2 separate regions of the Triticum aestivum genome follow, and region 1 is linked to region 2. Evidence: chromatin contacts called from public Hi-C data. All regions are on one chromosome and are shown on one strand. Each heading gives the region's core, a stretch centred on a gene start, on an enhancer-like site or on the middle of the called end of the contact. The rest is flanking DNA. Distances are from core to core; before and after follow the strand shown.

What was found. A called contact is a pair of places that touch in the nucleus more often than the background predicts.
Region 1: a contact with region 2 is called in a Hi-C map of leaf, with 4 times the contacts expected there. The contact joins the enhancer-like site here to the promoter of LOC123040378 in region 2. A contact is called at or near these places in 2 of 5 Hi-C or Micro-C datasets (both in leaf).

What each region holds. Positions count from the first base shown.
Region 1 is chr1A:126,613,817-126,619,560 of IWGSC CS RefSeq v2.1, reverse strand. It overlaps the pseudogene LOC123040435. Among protein-coding and RNA genes, the nearest start is that of LOC123040428, 280 kb to the right of the region's middle. Within about 2 kb of position 3,335, at least 2 of the 8 cell types and tissues checked have an H3K27ac peak or open chromatin away from gene starts, as enhancers often do. A contact at or near this core is called in leaf, where this site is marked.
Region 2 is chr1A:126,147,230-126,152,429 of IWGSC CS RefSeq v2.1, reverse strand. LOC123040378 (protein EARLY RESPONSIVE TO DEHYDRATION 15) reads right to left here and starts at 2,369. Exons shown (of 3, transcript XM_044463245.1): 1 at 2,123-2,369; 2 at 1,684-1,960; 3 at 1,213-1,557. The coding sequence starts at 1,933. The coding sequence ends at 1,412.

The sequences.
Region 1 (5,744 bases), core at 2,086-4,585, 470 kb before region 2:
TATCTGCTATGCATAGGCCAGGACGCGCTGCAGACTTTCTCAACACTTTAGCAACATGCAGAGGTAACTCTGGTTGTCCAGAAATCCTCTGCAACCTGTATTTGAAGACCCTTGAACCTGGTAGACCTTCTTGCCAGCACTGCACCACATGATAGAGCCCATCGTAAGTAAATACTGAGACTTCTTTGGCCTTTGAATGACTACCTTCCTCTCTATTTGGACCTTTAAAACCATGAATTACTCGGACAGGCGTCTTTGTTTTGATACAATTCTTCAGGGCAAGGTTCCCGCGCACAAGCTTTTGATCCTCATTCTCCTTTTTGCCAGCAGGCTTTCCTCCAGAGCCAGTGTATATTATTTCACCTGAGCTCGACAAGTCGTCAGGGTAACCTCCAGACGCAACAATGCTTATGGCAATAGGCATATCATTAATATCCTTTGTGGTGTCAATGCCTCCTTGGTATGGGCGGTGAAGACCAACAATGGCCAACTCTACTCTGTATAAACATTCATCACCAATTTCAACACCAGGAACTTTACCTACAATAGGCCCCTGCTTGGTAAAGCCCGGTAATTTTCTGATTAGCTTATCAGCGGCAAGATCAATTCTACGGCTCTTCAGCGAACCTTGTTCCACAGCTTGAACGAGAGTCCTGCATATAAACTGAAACCTTCTGCAAATCATCCTGACTTTGCTCCGAGCATCAGCGGTCTGACCACCATGTTGCATGTGACGCCATGAGGGATCATTGAGGTACATCTCAAACTTTCCTTCATGAACAGCTATTGCATTCAAAACTTCATCATCTTCCAAGTGGGAAGCCTCTTCATGCTTCAATTTTTCCTTGCTAGAAATGGTATTCATGGGAAGATATTTACTTTGAGCTGGACCTTTTATCTTTAACTTCTTCCTGGGAGCAAAGGATTCGCTCATAGTGACAACGGACTCCTTCTCCTTGCCCATAGAACACGGTCTATCCAGATTAACCAGCGCGGACTTATGATTTGCTTCAACAGGTAACCGAAATGTTTTTCTAGCTGTGAATGATACCATACGTCTCATGATACCGTCGCCATGTACCCCTGCTGCCACATCAAGAGATGCCCTTTTCATGCTATAACTTTCAGACACTTCCTTATCCCCAAGATATTCTTTCAGAGGATCTTCAGGAGAAGGTTTACTAGCACCCTTGGATGGATTGCCTTGTTCAGGAGAAGGTTTTCTAGCTGTGAATGTTACCATACGTCTCATGATACCGTCGCCATGTACCCCTGCTTCCACATCAAGAGGTGCACTTTTCATGCTACAACTTTCAGACACTTTCTTATCCCCAAGATATTCTTTCAGAGGATCTTCAGGAGGAGGTTTACATGCACCCTTGGGTGAATTGCCTTCGCATTTGTTCATCACCTTGAGATCTTCAGCAACTTCCCATGATACACTCTCTCCCTTGTGCTCCAGCATGTTCACAGGGATCTTCTCATTAGAAAAATGCCTCACAGAAGGTTCCGCATCTACCATTGACGGCACAACACACTCAAGGGTACCAGCTGTAAGCTCATGCAGGCTATTGTTGTGAGTAACTGGGTTCTCTTGGAGGACATGGTCAGGCTCCGTACGAATCTCACCTTCTTCCAATTCCTGTACCTCTACTATCACATCCAAAGCATTCTTGCTGACCGCTTCTGTAGTATCCCCAAGATGTTCTTTCAGAGGACCTTCAGCAGAAGGTTTACTAGCAGCCTTGGGTGAACTGCCTTCGCATTTGTTCATCACCTTGAGATCTTCAACAACTTCCCATGATACACTCTCCCCCTTGCGCTGCAGCATGTTCACTGAGATCTTTTCATCAAGTCCATCAGCCGTAAGCTCATGCATGATATTGCTGTGAGTAACTGGAAACTCTTGGAGGACATGATCAGGCTCCGGAGGAATCTCACCCTCCTCCAGATCCTGTACGTCTACTATTGCATCCAAAGCATTCTCGCTGACCGCTTCTATAGTGTCCATGGCACACACATTGGAACGCCGGCCGTCCTCCAATGCACCCAAATCACCAGCAGGAGGCAGGGCTTCGAAGTGCAAACTAGACTCACCACCTCCTCTGCTTGCAAGTGAAACCACCGCGTCCCTCCCGCAGCCTGGAGGGAAGCGGCGGTTGGCAGATATCACCCTCCGCTTGGCTAGCAATCGCGAGATTGGCCGTGTCCTTCCCCTGTCTTTCACCACCAAATCAGCACCTCTTTCTGTGCCATCCGAAGATTTCACCGCCGCAGCCTCTGGACCCCGATGATCCCCATCTGACACTGGAGCGCCACCATCAGAAGCAGTCACCTTCTCCAGCACACGCACACCAGCATTGCCAGGCGCAATTTGCAGCGGCAAGCCACACTCCTCTCTGGCACTGCTGCCCGCGGGACGAGCACCACTGGAAGGTGCAGTTACAACCGGCAAACCGTCGTCGTCGCCGCCCACGATCAGAGGCGGCGCGTCCCTCCCGCAGCCAGGTGGAAAGTGTCGCACGGCGGACACGGCCCTCCGCTTGGGCGGCGGATGCGTGGGGAACTCCAAACCCCTCTTCCTCTGTAGTTCGCCGCCTCCACATCCCCTCTCCTCCAGAGCCACCAGGCCAGAAACCCCCGCCGCACTGTCCCCGACAAAATCGCCGGATACCGTGACGTCATCCCCTCCCGCCGCAACCGCAACCCCAACCGTCACCGCCACCTCCTCGTGCTCCGCTCCGTCACCGCCCCCTTGGCGTCGCCCACGGGCCACCTCCACCTCGCTGCGCACCCGCACGTCGCCCCCGCCCGCGGCGAGAGGATAAGGAGGAGGAAGTGGATGCGGCGAAGGTCAAGGAAGCGCGGCCATGCATCCACCGCAGAGCTGTGGAAAGCAGCGCTCCGCGGACACTGCCGTCGGCTTCGGCGGCCGCGCGGCGTGGAACATCTCGTCGCGGCGGTCAGTCCCGCCGGTCGATCGACGCGCCTTCAAATACCCCAGCCGCGCACAAGTGGCGAAAAATTAAAACCCGAATCGCAAACCGTTACGACACGACGGTGCAAAACGAAGCGGGGGAGGGGGCCCGGGGACGGCTGGAGCGTGCTCACCTGGCGGACGGCGGCCGACGGCGGAGGCGGCGGGGACGCCGGCGAGGTCGGGCTCGGTGGCGCGCCGGGGTAATGTGGGGATGGGGAGGGAATGCCGGACTGGTGCGGGTCCCTGCGCTCGGGTTTTGATGAGAAACGCTCTCTTCGCCGGCTCGCACACACTGGTTGGTTTGACAGGTGTCGGGCTCGGGTGACCGGGCTGGCAAGGTCGGAGTTGGACTTTGACTCGAGCCTGTGGTGGACTGCACTGGACCGGCTCGTCTCCGCGCGAGCCGCAAGGCGCAACGGCTAGCTTTGCTTTGCCGAGGGTGTGTGTGTGGCGTGCGTGACCCAACGATTGATTTTTCTGTTGTGGAAATAATGACCCTTTATTTTAGAGAAATCATCCACCTAGCCAGCCGTCTGATGCAAAGGACCCCAACCGTCGGATCGTTGCTCACAGAACGCACGCTCCAGCACAACCCATGACTCTGCAGTACTGCGTTATCCACTTATCCTTCGTGCTCACAACAGTCCCACCAGCCATCGGCGACTGCCCCTGGCGGCACTGCATGCCATGCTGCCATGTTCGCCAGAGCGCCGGGTGTGACTCGGAGCTGCCCGCCATTTGTAGCACCGGAGTCCAGGTGATGCTCCATCACAGCATCAGCGGCCTCGGTGACGCTCTATTGCAGCTCCGACGCCCCATGACGTTCCATTGCGACTTCATCGCTGTACCGCACGGCCCCGATGCTCCATTGCAACTCCGGTGGCTCCGGCGATGCTCCATTGCACCTCCGACTGCCCGGTGATGCTCCATTACAGCTTCATCGGTGCACCGCGCAGCCCCGGCGATGCTCCGTTGCAGCTCCGGCGGCTACGGCGATGCTCCATTGCACCTCCGGCTGCGCCAGTGATGCTCCATTGTAGCCCCGGCGCCCCGGCGATGCTCCATTACAGCTCCATGAGTGCACCACACGGCCCCGGCGATGCTCCATTACAGCTCCATGAGTGCACCACAGGGCCTCGGCGATGCTCCATCCTAGCTCCGGCGGCCCCCATTGCAGCACTTTCATTTGACCTCAATGCAGCGGCGTGGTCTCTTGTTACACCGGGTAGTAGCGTCCACGGCTGGCCTGCAGCATGGGCCGATGCCCCTTCATGGCAACAGAAAACCATGCAGTGCCGCCGCGCAAGCGGGTGACGCGGGCTTGCAGCACATCCCCTCGTCTCCCTCTGCAGTCGCGGCGCCCCACGACAGATTTCTCACTTGGGTGCCCCGATTTGCAGCAAGGGGCTCTGATTTGGGAGGTGGCAACGAATTTTTATAGATGGGAGAGGAGGTGAGTGTGGTGCTGGTTGGTGGTGGCGGCATGGCCGCCTGCTGCGGTGGTGGAGGATCCGATGAGAGAGAGAGAGGGGCGTTCTCAGCAGGCCCCCGTCGCAGATTTAGGCGGCGGCGCTGTGGAAGGGGCTTCAAGGGAGTTGCCGGAGTGGAGGATAGAAGAGTACGAAGTGGTCAAACACAGGGAGGGAGAACATGTGGGTGTGATTCGCGGCATGAGATAAGGCACGAGAGAAAGCGGTGCCTGGGTCCATACCGAGACGCGTGGCGATCGTGGGGAGCGGCTGATTTGTTCCCAGAAATCAGTCGGGCAATTTAAAGAGATTTCCTTTATTTTATGTCGGGAAAATAATAGCAATGATTTTTTTGACGGATAATATCAATGATTTATGGAAAACATTCAAAATAATCCGACTTACGTTTCTCTCGTGCAAACCGCCTGGAGCGAACGACACGTGTCCCGCCCAACACACCGCTCGCAACCACCCTCGAGCCTTATCTCTTCGGCTCCACACGTTCTCCCCCACTCGCTTCTTCTTTTTCCCCTTCTTGTGTCGTCACAAGCGAGAAAAGGGCCTGAGGTTGGTGCTGGAGCATGAAGGAGGAGGTCGGAGGCTGGCGCCGCTCTTCGCCGGTGCTGTAGTGCAACACGGGGAGGCCGGAGGCGGGTGTCGCTCATCGTCGGAGGGAGTTGCGTCCCCGTGGATCTCTCAACGGCGGCGGAGGTGTTGTGTGGCACAAGCGGCGCCATGGAGCTCGCCGGAGTGGTGCTACAATGGAGGTCTCGCGCGGCGGCTCCTGGTGCTACGTTGCGGCGCTCACCGGCGGGTTGTCGAGCTGCAGTGCAGCGCTCGGTGCCTGAGCTCGCCGACGCTCTAAGTGCAGCACAAGCGGTGATGCGACCCCCGTGGGGCTTGCCGGGTGCGCTGCTGCAATGGAGCTCTCGCCGGCAGCTCCCGATGCTCCGTTGCAGCGCTCGTCGGCGGGGTCGAAGCTGCAGTGCAGCAGCTCGGTGCTCCAATGGAGTTCTCGCCGGCCGCTCCCGGTGCTCCGTTGCAGCCCTCGTCGGTGGGGTCGAAGCCGCAGTGCAGCACCGGTGCTCCAATGGAGCTCTCGCCAGCCGCTCCCAGAGCTCCATTGGAGCTCTCACCGGCGGCTCATCGGAGTTGTGATGCAGCGGCCAGCGACTCCCGGTGCTCCAATGGAGCTCTCGCCGGCAGTTCTCGGAGCTGCGATGCAGCGGACGGCGGCGGCGCCAGTGTTGCAACGCATAGCAAATTCTACGGTGGGTGAATAAATTACTGTCGAG
Region 2 (5,200 bases), core at 1,120-3,619:
CCTCGAGAGCTCTGTCGCCACCGCGTCTGCATCGCAGCATCGCTGTCGCCGGCTCGCCGCACTGTTGTGTCACAACATCCGCCATCGCGGTCGCCTGATTCGCCGCAGCACCTCGACGCCATCGCGTTGCGCTGCAGTGAAGCTTCGGCGGCACCAGTCTGGTGCTGCGGTGGAGCTTTGATGGGGCAGGCGGGCAGCGGTGCTGCGATGGAGCACGGCCGCGTGGTGGTGGTGACGCTGCAATGAAGCTTCGCCGGTGGCTGTCGGGGTGCTACCATGGAGCACGGCTGAGGTTGCAATGAAGCTCCGGCGAGGTTGCAATGAAGCGCCACGACGATTGTTGGAGCTCCGGCGAGGTTGCAGTGAAGCGTCGCGGCGGTCGTTGGAAGCTCCGGCGAGGTTGCAATGAAGCACCGCCGACGTCGGCGGTTCGACAATGCTTCATCACAGCACCACGGATCGACGGTCCGGCGACGCTCCACCGTAGCAGCGACGACCCCCAGTGATGTTTCATTGCAGCTCCACCACGGCACCATCAGCCAAGTGATGCTCCATTACAGCAGCGGCGACCTCCGGCGATGTTCCATTGCAGCTCCACCATGACACCGACCATGCTGCATGCGGCCGACGGCAAGCGCTGCTTGCTCTGATCTCGGTAGCGTCTGCCATTGAACGGTTTGTATCAGTTAATGTCGCGGGGCTGTGGACGTGCTGTGATGCGGTGATACAAACTGATGGCCTTGATTAATCATATCTTGTTCCATTGCAGCTCCACCACGACACCGACCGTGCTGCATGCGGCCGACGGCAAGCGCTGCTTGCTCTGATCTTGGTAGCGTCTTCCATTGAACGGTTTGTATCAGTTAATGTCGCGGGGCTGTGGACGTACTGTGATGCGGGGATACAAACTGATGGCCTTGATTAATCATATCGGACGGTAGATAAGGCGGCTTATAACTGCAAGTTATAAGCCGGATGACGCCTAGCAGGCGCCTTTTTTCCTTCCTCTATCGTACGAGGGGAGGTTGAACGAGGGCGGAGGGGTCGGGGGAGATTGGATCATGGGACGGGGTGTTCGTGGGGTCGGGGTTGTTTTTTATCTCCTCTTTTTTCTGGCTCCTTTTTCTGACGTACGTGGGGTGAAAAAGGAGCGAGGAGCGAACGAGGCTGAACCATCACACGCACTGAGCAGAACATAACTTGCAAGGCAAATCACACTGAACATCGGTTGCATTTTGTTGCCTTTTTCTTAGGTCATTTCATTTCTACGTACTTAATATAATATACAAACGGACACCACTACTTACTACTAGTAGAAGAAGACTTGAAAGATGAGACGGCGGCGGCAGCCAGAGCAATGCATCACTGCAGGCGCAGGATTTGCTCGATTCTTGAAGCTTGACATCCCAACCTAGCGAGGCTGGTGGATGAAGCGCGGTGCGCCACCGCTCCTCGGGCTGCCGGCGTACTTGGTGGGCTTCTCGGTGTACCTAGGCTTCTCCGAGAAGCCACCCTTTGGGCTTGGGGACGCCAGGCTCAGCGCCTTGAGCACCCCGTCTGCACATACAGAAGCACATACGTGATGAGCTCACTGCAGTCTTGCTTCATCTTTTACTTGAGCGCTCATATCATATACAGTACTGTACATGTATAGGCGTGGAGAGTGAATTGGTCGATACGTACCAATCTTGAGTGCCGCTGGCGGCTGCGGCTGCGAAGCCTCGACGGCGATGGCGTCCTCGGCCTCCAAGGCCATGAGGGAGTCGACCATATCGTCGAGCTGCTGGTGCTGGTGGTACCAGTGGTCGCGAAACCAGGCGGTGGACTTGACGAGGTCCCACCACTGCGGTGAGAAGTCCTCCACCTGCTGGAACGCTGCCGGGATGAAGAGCGGGGCCTCCGGGTTAAGCGACGACGCGACCATGGCGCTCATGGTCTCCCTGTTGCTCTTGGTCTGTTCCTGGTCGGATCAAAATCAAAACCACGCAGAGACCAGCGACCGGATCCAGTCGTGAGTTGGCGTCGCGAAACAGAGATGAAAAAGGTTGCAGATCAAGAAACTAGAGCGCGGTCCTCGGCAGATCTACAAACGGGACAGAGACGGTTCTTGGTGCACGCATACCTTGGATTGGGGTTGGGGATCGCAGGAGCAGGGTCGGTTGGGGATCGCAGGAGCAGGGTCAGGATAGAGAATCTGGATCTGGATAGTGGACCGCCGGGTGTTGGGTTGGTTTGTGAGTGGGAACGATGGGATTTTTATAGCACTGTGACCGATCGAGGCCTAGAGGATGGATGGAAGGAAGGTGCGACCGAGGCTTCCTTGTTGGCGCTGGCTGGGTCGGACGCAGCTTCCAGCCGGTCGTGGCACATCAGACGAAAAATACTCACGCGCAACACAAGAGTGGACCGCCGACGAAATCGCTCATGCTTGCCACGGGCCATTGACTCACACGGAGCAGCCACACACACACGCTCATGGGAAGTGCATAAATTTTGGGCCGGTCTAGTGCACAGTCATCCGATTAGCGCGCTTAGTTTAGGCCAATTAGTCTGTGCAATGTCCTATACAATATTGCGGGCGCGGCCAAGGTCCTTGCTAACCGATGCCGGAAATTCACTTTGGCTCATAGGTGTATATGCACCCATTATCTAAATACAAAATTTATAAAGTTAAAAAAATTTAAGAAAAAATCACACGTATAAATCCGGACATTATATGTGGGTGCACCAAGTTTCGGAGAAAAGGGACATTTTTGGTTTGTGTAAAAAAGACAATTTTTGATGCTTGATTATAGCTATTCATGAGGCATTTTTTTTAATTTTTCACACATGCCACAAAAAACGTCCATTTTCACCAAAAATTTGTGTGCGACCATAGGATGTCCAGATGTACACGCGAGATTTTTCTTGAATTTTTTTAAAATTTCAAAATGTGTTTTTATACATATTTCATAATAGGTGTATCTACACCTAGGAGCCAAAACGCCACTCTCCGATTAAAAAGTGTTCTATCCATTATTATCTCTAAGGAACAAAGTGCATTTGTCAAGGGGAGACTTATCACTGATAACGTCCTAGTGGCGTATGAGTGTGTACATGCGATAAGGAAGAGAAAAAGAAAGAAGCCGTTATGTGCGGTTAAGTTAGACATGATGGATCATGTGGATTGTGGAGTGGTCTTTTTTGCATAATATGATGACACAATTTGGATTTTCTCAGGCATGGACAGCCATGGTCATGAGATGTGTTATGACAGCAAGGTTATGGTGAAACTGAATGGCGATGCGCCGGATAGTTTCCTCTCATCGAGGGCTTCGACAGTGTGATCCTCTATCATCATATCTATTCCTCTTTTGTGTTGAGGGTTTTTCAACTCTTCTAAAGAAAGCTCAACAAGAAAAGAAAATTCATGGGGTCTCTTTTGGGCATCGCTTGGGGGAACCCAGACGAGGTGGAGGCACTGATCAAGAGGATCAAATGGTCGTCCAGTCAGAAGAACCTCCAGCTGGCTGACGTGGTCAACGTCATGCTTCATTGCTGCATCCTCCCACTGTCGTGGGAACGATTCCAACAATAGTAAGGGGTAGGGTAAAGGAGCATGATCTATCGAGATGCAGACGGGTGACACAAATGATTTTAGCGAGTTCGGGCCTCTCACGGTGGAGATAACAATCATATGTCTCGTGCTTCGGAGAGGCTTTCTTTTATCTATCATGAAGTGTATTTGTGTGTGAGAGAGGGGAGAACGGATCTCCATGCATGAGCTAAGTCTTGAGACTAGTGGTGAGGGAGAGAGAGATGAGAGCAGGGGCCCTTAGCTACGTGTGGCCTATATAGAGTGTGCTACCCCTAACCTCTTATGTTACAAAGTGGAGCATTGATGCCATAATGCCAGCCTACTACTAGGATGATGCTTTGACTGCCTTGCCGACCGTTGGTCTTCGCATATCCAAGTGAGTCATACGTCTGAGTGGTTGCCTGTCATCCGAGTGGATGGTACGTCGATACGTCCGAGTGGATAGTATGTCTGGATGAGATTTATCTGGACCCACTTGATGTGTGGACCCCATGATTTATGATATTTTTATCCTTTGTGGACCTACTTGTTATGTATATCCCCAACATTAGCCCCCGTATCGGTTGCAATTTTGCAGAACGAGTTTGTGAAAGACACAATTTGGCCCGAGTGATTACAGAAATACTCGGACGTGCTTTCAAACAACCAAGGTATGAACAAAATCTCAATGGATTCTGGCACTGCACTTCCCGACTGATCTGGGGTAAGTGGCCGCGAGGAGCAACTTGGCGACAGCCGTTCATCTCTTGAAAGAGGTTAACTCATGATCAGAGTATGGGTGTGTCATTAAATATGGGCAACAAGATTGACGCATGGACTGCTCTCTCATAGAGATGCCATTCTTATCCCGGAGGAACGTCAATACGAGACAGTTCTAGATCAAAACTTATGAGTTTCACGCTTTGAGTCCTGGAAGAAGGCTCAAAACAGGTCCACGGAGGAGCATTAAACTCACCTTATAGCAATTTTTTGAGTGATCTGGAGCAGGTCCTGCATCGAGTAACATATTACTCGGGATTTTGCTCTATGGGTGCATGATCAGCGCACCCATAGGGTGTATCCCCTGAGACTCCGAATGATTGATGATAGTCGGTTATGTTGGGGAACGTAGTAATTTCAAAAAATTTCCTACGCACACGCAAGATCATGGTGATGCATAGCAACGAGAGGGGAGAGTGTTGTCTACGTACCCTCGTAGACCGAAGCGGAAGCGTTGACGCAACGTAGAGGAAGTAGTCATACCTCTTCCCGGTCCAACCGATCCAAGCACCGTTACTCCGGCACCTCCGAGTTCTTGGCACACGTTCAGCTCGATGACGCTCCCCGGGCTCTGATCCAGCGAAGCTTCGGGGAGGAGTTCCGTCAGCACGACGGCCTGGTGACGATCTTGATGTTCAACCATCGCAGGGCTTCGCCTAAGCACCGCTACAATATGACCGAGGTGTAATATCGTGGAGGGGGGCACCGCACACGGCTAAGGAACGATCATGAAGATCAACTTGTGTGTTCTAGGGTGCCCCCCTGCCCCCGTATATAAAGGAGCCAAGGGGAGGGGGCGGCCGGCCAAGGAGGGCGCGCCAAGGGGGAGTCCTACTCCCACCGGGAGTAGGACTCCCTTCTTTC